Regions from separate parts of the Rattus norvegicus genome. Here region 1 is linked to region 2. Evidence: chromatin contacts called from public Hi-C data. All regions are on one chromosome and are shown on one strand. Each heading gives the region's core, a stretch centred on a gene start, on an enhancer-like site or on the middle of the called end of the contact. The rest is flanking DNA. Distances are from core to core; before and after follow the strand shown. Region 1 has its middle 15 kb from the start of Akr1c15. Region 2 holds the start of Akr1e2 (aldo-keto reductase family 1, member E2).

What was found. Hi-C and Micro-C count contacts between places; a contact is called where the count stands out from the background.
Region 1: a Hi-C map of prefrontal cortex shows a contact between it and region 2, with 6 times the contacts expected there. The contact joins the enhancer-like site here to the promoter of Akr1e2 in region 2. A contact is called at or near these places in 10 of 12 Hi-C or Micro-C datasets (the A7r5 cell line, the Rat2 cell line, frontal cortex and 6 more) and 1 of 1 datasets of contacts at active chromatin or transcription factors (oligodendrocytes).

The regions. Positions count from the first base shown.
Region 1 is chr17:71,130,126-71,135,907 of GRCr8, forward strand. No RefSeq gene overlaps it. Among named protein-coding and RNA genes, the nearest start is that of Akr1c15, 15 kb to the left of the region's middle. Within about 2 kb of position 1,711, at least 10 of the 93 cell types and tissues checked have an H3K27ac peak or open chromatin away from gene starts, as enhancers often do.
Region 2 is chr17:70,643,807-70,649,880 of GRCr8, forward strand. Akr1e2 (aldo-keto reductase family 1, member E2) reads left to right here and starts at 2,076. Exons shown (of 10, transcript NM_001008342.1): 1 at 2,076-2,181; 2 at 4,371-4,538. The coding sequence starts at 2,143.

The DNA of each region.
Region 1 (5,782 bases), core at 461-2,960, 490 kb after region 2:
ATCACAGACTCCTAGGTGATTCTCAATTCAATCAAGTTGACAGCGGAACTTTACAGAGGCAACTTCTCAGTAAGCCTATACCCTGCCCCCAAAACAGGAGGGAAAATAAGTAGTTCCCGATGCAGAGCCTCACTTCCAATCCTCACTTCCAGGAAGCTGTGAAATTACCCCTGTCCTTAGCCACACGCAAATGGAAGTGATGTGTGTTGGCTGCTCCACTGTCTTCTGCTAGCCAGGGGGAGGGAAAGCAGGGAGTATGAAAGGAATGAAGCAGAATGATAAATACTCTGATTTGAAAGGAATGGGAAAGTAGCCAGTTAAACACATTTCCAGGCTTGCTTGGATGCAGTCTGCTTCATACATACCCTGGCTTTTCATTTCTAACACCACATAAATAGGATATAGTAGTATAGACCTACAATCTCAGCACTTGGGAGGTAGAGATAAAAATGTGTGTGTGTGTGTGTGTGTGTGTGTGTGTGTGTGTGTGTGTGTGAGAGAGAGAGAGAGAGAGAGAGAGAGAGAGAGAGAGAGAGAGATTTTGTAATTTTGAAATAAAAATTTTGACAATTAGGATTCACTATCACTCATTCATATATCACGTATTGTTACACACATATTCACTGTATCTTATATTATATAAGTATAAAATAGGATATCTAGAAAAAATATTCCCTGCTATAGTTTGAAAATGTGCCCAAATATGGTATATTAGAAACTGAATCTGCAGTGCAGCTGGGCCGGGGAGGAGAACCTCTTAGGAGGGGTTTACAACATGAGAGCTCTGCTCATGTGTATGGATCTGTGTTGCTACATGACGATCCAGCAGCACTGGGGTCTCCAGTCTGACCTTCCCCCAGGTGAAAAACAGTGTTACCAGCCTCAAAAGGACGCAGTGTTCAGACACAATCTTGGAAGGAGAGACCAGGCCCTCCCTAGACACTAACCCTGTCAGCACCTTGATCTCAAACTCGTTAGCCTCTGAACTATGAAACACCTATTTCTGCTGGCTATAAAGAACTCAACAGTAGTGTTCTTTTACAGCAGCACGTGACCAACACTCCACCAGATGGTCAAAGAAGTAGGGAAGTAAGCTGAGAATGTGGGTATATTAGAAACATTTTTTTCTGGTGTACCGTTGTTGTTGTTGTTGTTGTTGTTGTTGTTTAATAAGTCAGGACAGAGGAAGCACACACACACACACACACACACACACACACACACACACAAATATGCTCCTATATCTCTCAGCTTGCAAAACATTCCACACCCATGATCTCAGAGATCCCTAGGGAAAGCATTCAATCATCATTGTCAGCCCTGGGTTCGGGGGTTGGGGGGGGCCGGGGTGAGGAGATTAGACTTATAACTCAGCATACACCTTCCTAAGGATTGGTAGCCAGAAAGTAGCAGAGGTACATTTAGGTCCTGACCCTCTGGCTTCTGGACTCACATCCCAATGCTACCATTCTGAAGTTGACACTTGACAACAACTTTAGCCCTCCTCTCTGTGGTCCCTGTTTCCTTCAGACATGATCAGAGAAAGAACGTTTTACAACATGGTCAGCTCCCATCTACGTCTGTCCTCTATAGCTTTCTTCTGTGCTTTGATTACATAACTCAGTCAGGACCATTGAAGAACTGCCATGAGGCATCCGGGGCACTGTGTTAGGTTCCCTTTGGTGCTGTCACAGTTTATCACGTGATTGCTGGCTTATAGAAATGTTTTTGCCAGAAATTTGACATTCTAGCATGGGTATCAGCAGGGCTGTCCTCCCTCTGGGATTTGGGGAGAGGAAATTGCTTCATTTCTTCTCATTCCTGGTAGTCCCATGCTTTCTTTGGATTGCAACTGAAACCCTCAAATCCCTGCCTGTGTCTTTGGCTGTTTTTCTTATGTAGAATCTGCAGCCTGCTTAGAAGGGCGCCGTGGTTTACTCTTGAGGTCATCTGGATAAGTCATAGTGTTCTCTCCTATCTCGAGATGCTTGGGTTAGAACACATCTTTAAAATCCATAAGCTACTATCACAGGTTCTGGCAAATTAGGTCTAGATCGTTTTGAAGATCATGAATCAGCCAATTGCAAACATTCAACTAACAGGATGCCCAAGATAAACCTCATAATTTCCCTCTATTGTCCTGCAGGGTGAGACAAAAGGATTATAGAAAGTCCAGATGGATCTTGTTATAAACTGTTGAAAACAAGTCAGAGAAGGTCATCCATTCTGAAACCCACGGTTTACAGATGAAAAGCCTAAATAAAGTACCATTAAACTCCACAGTATAAGTCATTCGTTAGGATCATAATGCCATAGTAATGAAATCTACCGCACTACAGTCATTATAAGAAGGGGGAAAAAATAGAATCATGTCCAGCATCCTTTATGTGTGTCAGTCATCCTGAGCTCCATAAATGCTGCATTGTTGGTATTGCTTATCACAATTGCTACTGGGCCAGGATGCTGAAATGAGTTTCTCAACAGAGTAAATGGTAAAACAGCTAGAAAAACAGCTAGAACTACCTCTCTGAACTTCCAAATTCTCAAGGCAGTGCATTTTCCCACATTAAAAAAAAAGAAAGAAAGAAAAAAAGGTGCCCCTAGAGAGAGAGGAGAAGAGGAGAAGAACCAAGATGGGGGCAGAGAAGGACGACTCAGATCTGTGTGGCCCTAAATGGCCACAGGTAGTTATGAATATTTCTTAAGGTCTGGGTTTTCGTAGGTCAATTTATCTTGTCTAGGTGGGCGGTTTATATCAGTTGACTCTGTGTTTATTGTGTGGACGCTTTGTGGAATGTAAGTCTGCTGAGGTGAATTATTGAGATAAATCTGATTGCTACGTTATGAGCTTCTGGAGTTTTGATTTGGTCGGGCTGTGGTGGGTAGGGACAGTGACTGCAAGGAATTTGAGCTGTGAGTCTTCCTCTTAGCACTGCTTTCATTGTGTCCCATACGTTTCAATATGTTGTGCCATCATTTTCATTAAATTCTCAAAAGTCCAAAAACAAAGTGTCTGTAGAAGCAGAAAAGCAGAACAGACCATCTCATTCTGGCATGGGTCCGTCCTCTCTGTCACTAGGGTGATCCTGAAAGCCGTCCCACTGTCCTACCTAACTCTGTATGAATGTACAATCACTTTCATTCTAGATCGCTTGCTTTCCAGAAACCCCAAATAACATTATTCTCCACCAACCAACAACACTCATCACACTCTAGCAACTGTTCTGAGGACTAGATGCACGTGTCCATGTGTATGCCCACAAATGTGTATGCACGTGCAAATATGTGTGTACAGACACACGTACATCAATAGATACACACTAAGGTTTTCATCTAAGCCTGACTACAAGAGAACAGGGAACGAGATATTTAAATCTGTCAGGAAGAACTGAGGGAGGATTTACAGGGTAACTGGGGTTAAGAGAAAACTATAAATGAACTGCTAGAACAGAGGGTTCCAAACGCAGGGAGACAGTTGTGGGTTTAATCACAGGCCTGTACCCAGGAGCTGTCTTCCTGAACTGCACTGTTATCAGTGGGTCATGGAGGGGCACACTACCGCTTACACAGATGTAGAAAATACTCCCCTTTTAAATGTGCACCAATGTTTTGCCTGCACATGCAAACTATGGGTCACTTTTATGCCTGGTGACGGAAAGGCCAGAAGAGGTCCTCGGAACACCTAGAACTGGAGTTTCAGATGGTTGTGAGCAACCACATGGGTGTGAGATATTGAACCTGGATTATCTGAAAGAGCAGGAAGTGTGCCTAACCAAGCTACTTCCTGGCCCCAGAAAAATAGTCTTATCTTTCAGGTCCATCTTGGTACCTACTAGCAGTTTGTCTCTGAAGTTCCCTAATAAGTTCTTATTAACTCTGACTCCGTGACCCTACTCAGAAGTGACCATCTTCTTTGTTATGGTTGACTAGCCACTGTTTTGTCTTCTGTAACCTGCTTATGCACACATTCAAGGACAATTGTGAGGTCACCTTAACTACCTAGTGTTAGCAAAACAGAATAATAGTTCCTGGCTTGCTTGTACAGATACTCAACGGTCTTCTTGGGGTTTCACCCTTTAAAGTTATTCTCTGCCCCATCTTCATGTGGCAGTGTCTAATTTGTCTCAGAGACTCATATCCAGCTAGGAGTATCAATACGTTTAATTATAATGTAGCTCGAGGCTGCAGCCTTTCCCCATGGTCTCAAACACCATGACAGTTCCAGGAGCCTTCTGCACATGTGTGCTGGACTGGGCTGTTTGTCTCCTTTAGAAACTTGCCAGGATGCTTGGGGGTAAGAGCATGTAGTGCTCTGGCAGATCTGAGTTTGATTCCCATCCAATGGCTAACAATTGCTGATGACTTGAGCTCTAGAGATCTCAGTGCCTTTTTCTGAACTCCCTGGATATCTCTCTCTCTCTCTCTCTCTCTCTCTCTCTCTCTCTCTCTCTCTCTCTCTCTCGCTTTATTTCCTCTTCTCTCCCTCTCCAACATTTATTAAAAATCAAAAATCTTTTTAAAGAAAGAAGTGCATGCATACGTATGTAAACAGATACACATAGTCATACAAATACACCACACACACACACACACACACACACACACACACACATCCAGTGATGACAAATTAAAGTTTACTTTAGACTGAGAGATGCCGGTGTGCCTGGTTTGAACCACGTGCCCAGGTAACATGTTTGTCTAACGCCTCATCAGCTCCGGCAAAGAGAATGTCCTGTATGTCCATAGTGGGTGGTCTCAATCTTCAAAACAGAAATCTTACAGCCTCAAATGTGCTCAACTTACAGTTCACAAGCTTCTAGCTGTGATCACAACAAATTTGCCTATTTGATTCCATGTTTTCCTCCTTTGACTTTTCTGGTGAGGGATGGGTTGAATAACATAGCAATGATTGTCTTCTATATAATGTCTATACAATTTAAAGCAAATTCAGATACTTTTACTTCCTCTGCCATTGGCAAAGTGGCAAAGCAGCACTGGTAAATGTTGGCAACAGAGTGAAACTGTCTTCTCCTTTTCTCCTGTGTGCTGATCATTAAAGGGATCACTTCCATGGATATACTTGCTGGTGGGAGTGCACACTTGTACAGTTTTTCTGTCTTATATTCACAGAAGTTTCCCACTGCCTGACTTACAAATCTTTTCTCCTAATTTACTGTGTGTGTGTGTGTGTGTGTGTGTGTGTGTGTGTGTTGTAGAAGTCAAAAAACAAACAATTCTATGGCATCTCCTGTTTTACCACCTTTTATTGGTTCTAGAAATTGAACTGTGTGTTTCAATACAAAAGAATGCTCTAACCAAGGAGTTTAAAGCAAGTGCCTTCTTTTTTAAATGGCTCTCAGTAAATCTTAGCTAATAGTGCCATCTTGTGGTCAGATTCAATATTACAGCACCACACAGTTGGTCCTTAAGGAATTGACCACTGAGGAGCCCTTCCCATGTCACAGCCCTTCCTGTGTCATAGCCCACCAGCCTATGTCACAGAAAGTCAAACTAAAGTTTTCAAAGCAGAGTGTTTAGTCCAAGGTGCACAGTCTGTGACTATGGCTATAATTAGAATGTCTTCCATCTCGAAGCTCCTTGTCAATCATTAAATCAGCACGGCAGGCTGTGGGCAAAACAGTTTTATTGAGCTTCTTACTCTGAGGCTTCCTAAAAATGCAAAGCACTGTGTGGTGCTTGTCTTCTAGGAGCAGTCATCCAAGATAGAAGAGGGGTATCCGCTTCGCAAGAAGCTCAACAAAAGCCATCTCTCGTTTAAGCC
Region 2 (6,074 bases), core at 826-3,325:
TCTTTTATATAAGTTTTATATACACGCTACATACATTCTTATGTACATATCTGTATTTTGAGAAATGGCCACCAGGGGGCAGGAAGAACCAACTTATAAAGTCCATGTGTCATTTTATTATTTTTTTTAATCACGCAATTTATGTCTTCAGTTTATTTTTTTTTTCTCTTTTCTTTTTTTCGGAGCTGGGGACCGAACCCAGGGCCTTGCGCTTTCTAGGCAAGCGCTCTACCACTGAGCTAAATCCCCAATCCCTTATTTTTTGATTATAAAGAATCATTACAAAATATTTCCAAAGCTTGGGTGAATTAGCTCCTGTGTAATTTACATTTGTTAAATTTTCCCACTATGTTTTTTCTAGATGTTTTTCAAGAGTGTTTTTTTCTAAAATTGCATCTATTAAAATACATATGCAAAATTAACCTAATGGCATCCAAATATTTCATAAGTATCTGTAGATATTATTGTACCATTTTGCCTTGTTAAATTGCTTGTATAGACCAGAATATGCTGTTAATTGCATGGATGATTGAGCAGATAGAAACATATGTATTCATTATATGTATGCATGTGTGCATTATGTATACGTATGTGTATCTATTCGTCTCCACTTGCCACGAGAACCTGGTAAAAGTTTTCAGTGTGCTAACATAAGCTACCTCATCAAAATCTGAGGTTTCAATAGTTTCATATAAAGTAGCCTTATACGTTTTTCAAGTATTTACATCTGTAGCATTCATGTTTCTCCTAAATTACTACTAAGAAATCTGAGATGCCCATTAACAAAGAAGGCATCCCTAGATCAAACTAAGTTTTTATGAAGTGATCGAAAGGACAGTATTTCTGTAGGTTTATGAACTGAAACTGTAAAGTGTGCCTATGAGTAATAAAAGCCTATCAGAGAGAGCGCTAATAAAATGTGACATCTGAAAGCACATTCTCTTGCAAACGGGTACTTCCGTGTCGATTTGCATAAAGAACACTTTTAGGATCAAAATCTACAAAAAAAAAATGTCTAACCGTTAATGGCTTAACTTTGCCATTCTTTACGAAATACAAAATAAATAAAGAGAACTGGAGGAGATGCAGTTTTCCACATCCACAGAACGTCTGCCACGAGGACACACAAAACGCAAACATATGAACAGATATCTAACGTGGCAAAAGACAAAAAAAAAGGTGGGTTGAATTTGCTGATGCTAATAACAATGTAAAATTGTTGACTTCTGCCAAAGTATTAATAAACAAGTAAAGGGTACAAACTTCCAGCACTATAATATGGTAAGTCCTTAGTTTTTGTGATCGTTTTAATAATGCTAATATTTTCGAAATAGTCATTTACCTTTGCTTTTCTGGGTTGCTTTTCTGGTTCCTTCTAGCTGTTTCAGCTTGTGATTTTAGGATTATTGCCAACTAAATAGGACGTAGAATCATCCGGGGGATGATTTGTCTTATAGGCATTCCTTTGAGGGATTATCTTGAGATTTTTTTTGCAATTATAATTACATTTCTCCCTTTCTCTTCCTCCCTCAAAATCTGCCCCTCTACTCTTTGCTCCCTTTAAAGTTCATTACCTTCTTTATTATTAGGTGTTATTACAGTCCATAATCTTCCAAGGTGTTTAACTTTTGGTCCCGATTTTTTTTTTTAATTTCATAAGACACACCCTAAAAATGATATCCATATCATGTTTCCACTATTAGTAACATGGCAATCTCCTCGAAGTAACACACATCATTGCAAGACTGCAAGACAGCTAATATATTTCAATCGATTTTTTTCCAGTATAGTAGGAACGAGCATTAATCTAAAACATCTAACGTTCAGGAAATAAATATGCACCCCAGCCTGTTTACAGGAAGGACACCGCACAGGACTTGGGCTTTAAGCCGGTTGCTAAGAGACAGAACGCCTAGGATCACAGAGGATTTAGGAGAGAGGAAATGCACAACCAAACACGATTGCTTAGGTCCTCTGAAAATGGACTATGCTACCAGCCAATCATACCACTAACCGACCTCTCCATCAGCCAATTAGAGTGTCAGAACTCCAGCCAATCACGGCATTACCCTGAGCGCCCGGGGCTGCTCGCCGTCACCTCCAGTGCAGGTTGGGGGCTGATCCTCTGAGCGAAGGGGAGCCATGCATCAAATCCCCACAGTGGGCCTGGGCACCTGGAAGGTGAGGAGGCGCTCCGGTGTGGGTCGGGCTAAGGGTCCCGGAGCCCGATGCATACTCGCTCAGGAACCGTCAGGGTGCGGGACTTCTTTTGCCCAGGGTGACTCCTTCCAGACCCGGGCTGTGATCAAGGTCTTGCCTCCAGACTGATTAGAGGAGAGATCGGACTCTCCTGAGAAGCTACTTTTACTAGATCCTAAAACACCTGCTCCCTGCGCGGTTGAAAAGCAGTTAGGCTAATTTTATATAAAGCACCGTGAGCATAACCCAGCCTTGTGTGAGCTAGTGACGGATCCCCAACCTCTAAAATAATCATTTTTGTGCCAAGTGGCACTTACTCATCTTTGCACAGCGAAACCCGGGGTGTATGAAATGGCCACAAGGAAGCGTGCCGCTTGGCGTACTGAAATAAACTAAATAAAAATAATTAAATAATTGCACTCATGTACGTGTAATGTCTACTTCTGGAGTCCGCTTAGTGGCAGTAGAGATCTTGGCTAGTAGATACACTGCCTGTTCCGTAGATTTTGTATGTAGGGAGTGAACATGAAATTGAGTAAGTATGTAGGTACGGAACTAGGCCTACCTAACTCTGGGATAAGTTAGAGGAGGGGGAAAGATGATCAAAATATATTTTTCGATAAAAAGTAAATTTGAAAATTCTGTTTAGTAGGTTTTTAGATAAAGGTTTCTTCAGAAACTTTTGTAAAAATGGTGGGATTTTTTCTTTTTTAAGGCAATTTTGGTGATGTGAGTGCTCTTTGGTGTCGCCTAGCGGAGACTGAGGTGGAAGAAACATCAATAAAATAACAAATAAATAAAAAGGGGGAAAGAAACATCACCCTCCCAATACAATGAAAGCATTTAATTCCTCCACCTGAAGGCACAGGGATCCCTTTCGAAATTTGTGGGAGACAATGGAAAAGCAGTAACAAATATGACAATGACTGGTGATCTTAAATATTGTAGCTGCAGCTTTAAGAAAGAGCAAGGGAGCCATCACATTCAAGGCTGGCTTGGGTTGCACTTTTCATATTTAGTGGAAATATCTATGTGCCTCACATATGTGCCATACAGGTATCGCACGAGTCCCTCGTGTGTGAGTAGATGCTTGTTTTAGGTTTCCAACTGATTCACGCATCCCTGAGTGTTAGAGCTCAGATGGCTTCATGCCCCAGCTGCTCTCACCCCTTCTGTAACCATTCAAGAAACACAGCACACAGCTCAGCCCTCTGCAAGAGCTGAAAAGCACGTGTGGTCTTCTCCCCAAATGAGTAAAGAAGAATATTAATCACATTCTTACTCCCTACCTTTAAGTCCAACTGATGTTCCTACTGCTTTACCAATTTGAATATTTATTTATTGTTTGACTATATATTTTCCGAGGGAGAAAAGGAATTAGGTTCCCCTGATGATAGATTTTCCTTTTTTTTTTCTTTTCTTTTCTTTTCTTGAATATTTTCTTTATTTACTTTTCAAATGTTATCCTCTTTCCAGTGTTCCGCTCCAGATACCCCCTATCCCATCACCCCTACCCCTGCCTCTATGAGAGTGTTCCCCCACCCACCCACCACTTACTCCCTCCTGCCTTCCCACCCTGGCATTCCCCTACACTGGGGCATCTAGCCTGCACAGGACCAAGGGCCTCTCCCCGCAGTGATGCCCGGCAAGGCCATCCTTTGCTACATATGCAGCTGGAGCCATGGGTCTTTCCATGTGTTTTCTTTGGTTGATGGTTTAGTCCCTGGGAACTCTGGGGTATCTGACTGGTCAATGTTGTTGTCCTTCCTATGAGGTTGCAAACCCCTTCAGCTACCTCAGTCCTTTCTCTAACTCCTCCAATGGGGACCCCATTTCTCAGTCCAATGGTTGGCTGCAAGCATTCACCTCTGTATTTGTCAGGCTCTGGCAGAGCCTCTCAGGAGACAGCTATATCAGGCTCCTGTCAGCAAGCACTTCTTGGCATCCACAATAGTATCTTGGATTGGTGACTATGTGGGATGGATTCCCATGTGTGGCAGTCTTTGGATGGCCTTTCCTTCAGTCTCTGTCCACACTTTTTCTCCATATTTTCTCCTGTGAGTGTTTTGTTCCCCATTCTAAGAAGGACTGAAGCATCCGCACTTTGGTCTTCCTTCTTGAGCTTCAGATTGTGTCTTGGGTATTCCGAGCTTTCTTGTGTTTGGTTACAGGCCTCTCCAGGAGAAGTGACCGATGCGGTTAAGGTGGCTATCAACCTGGGCTACCGGCACTTCGACTGTGCTTACTTATACCACAATGAGAGTGAGGTTGGGATGGGAATCAAGGAGAAAATCAAGGAGGGTGTGGTGAAGAGAGACGAGCTGTTCATCGTCAGTAAGGTAAGGACTCCCTCAGCCTCTGCAGTCACAGCTGTGGGCAGAGCTGGAATCATCTAGCCTTGAGGAGTTTTTGCGTTTCTTTATGGGAATTGGTGCCTTTGGCTTGCAGTTAATTCTTCTCCAACTTGGTGAACCTGTGGGGTTACATCCTGTGTTGGTTTGCTTACGTCTTTGCTTTTCAGTTTGGCCGTTCAGATAGAGGCGCCCAGACGCCGCCAATCAGCAATACATCTTGGTTGACCTTTGTGTCTCTAGTGAGCAGAGTAAAGTTCAAGCCCTTGCGAACTCTGGCTACATAGACAGGCCTAAACTTGGAATCGCCTGCCAGGGATGGTTAAAGGGCAGATTCCAAACTCCACATTAAGAAATTGACGATGAGGTGACAGCTTTACATAGAGGAAGCAAGTCAATCATGGGGTGTGTGTGAACATGGCACAGCAGGTGTAGGAGTCTCTGGGAAGCAGAGGGAGGCAGGAGGAGTGGACAGGGGTCAAGGTACCAAAGCCCTGGCATATAAGAAGCTTGAACTTTTCCTTGAAATGTAGGGAGTTGAGAACAAAAACTGTTTCTAAGTCAGGCAGTTTCTTTTGCACATGAATGAGACGTGCTCAGAGGACACAGTGGCATCTGACAGGAGCATGAGTTTTAGATCATGCACAGGTGAGAGGCAATGAGTGCGCTGCCTATGAGGAAGAGGAGGAAGCAGATACCGAAGAGAGGAAGGAAGTAAACCCCGCGGGAAACACAGTTAATCTAAGATTTAAAGCTACTTTATTTTTGCCAAGTGTGGGGGCACATGCCATTAATCCCAGCACTCACAGCAGTCAGGGAGCAGAGGCAGGAGGGAGACTCTGAGTTCAAGGCCAGCCTGTTCTATGCAGCCAGTTCCAGGATAGACCGAGCTGCATAGCGAGACCCTATTTCAAAAGAAGTAAATGCTGCTTTAAAAAAAAAAAAAAAAAAAAAAAAAAAAAAAAAAAAAGGAATGCCGATGTCGATCCCGGTGGTTAATAGCAGGCAATAGTCACGTGGTCACACGTTTCATGTTTAAGTTCCAGCTATTATTCAGCAGCAGCTTTGCCCAAGTTAGTCGATAGCCCAGGGTCTGGGTCCCGATATCAGCATGTTACAAACGAGGGTCCTTAATCATCCATAACCCTACACTTCAGGGGTGTTCCCATTGTAGACTTTCCTCCGTCTCTGTGGTTGATTTTCATTGCCCATCATTGCGTAAGCTAGAACACAGAGGTGGGGTGGAGAGGGCTTGGAGCACGCTCACTGAGGAGAGAGATTTTCCTCTGAATCTTCAGACAGAGGGATGAGCAACTAGGGACTTCCAAATCCACATAGTCAAAGTGTACAGGGCTTCCAAGTGGATGATAGTCACCAGGGAAAGTGTGTCAGTCATGGTAGGAGTTTGAAAGAAATATAATTATAATTATATATTGTTTTATAATTAAGATTGAGGAAATTATGTATTTATTCACAGTGGGAAAATTGTTATTAGTAGTATGATGTGTTTACATCTAATTTGGC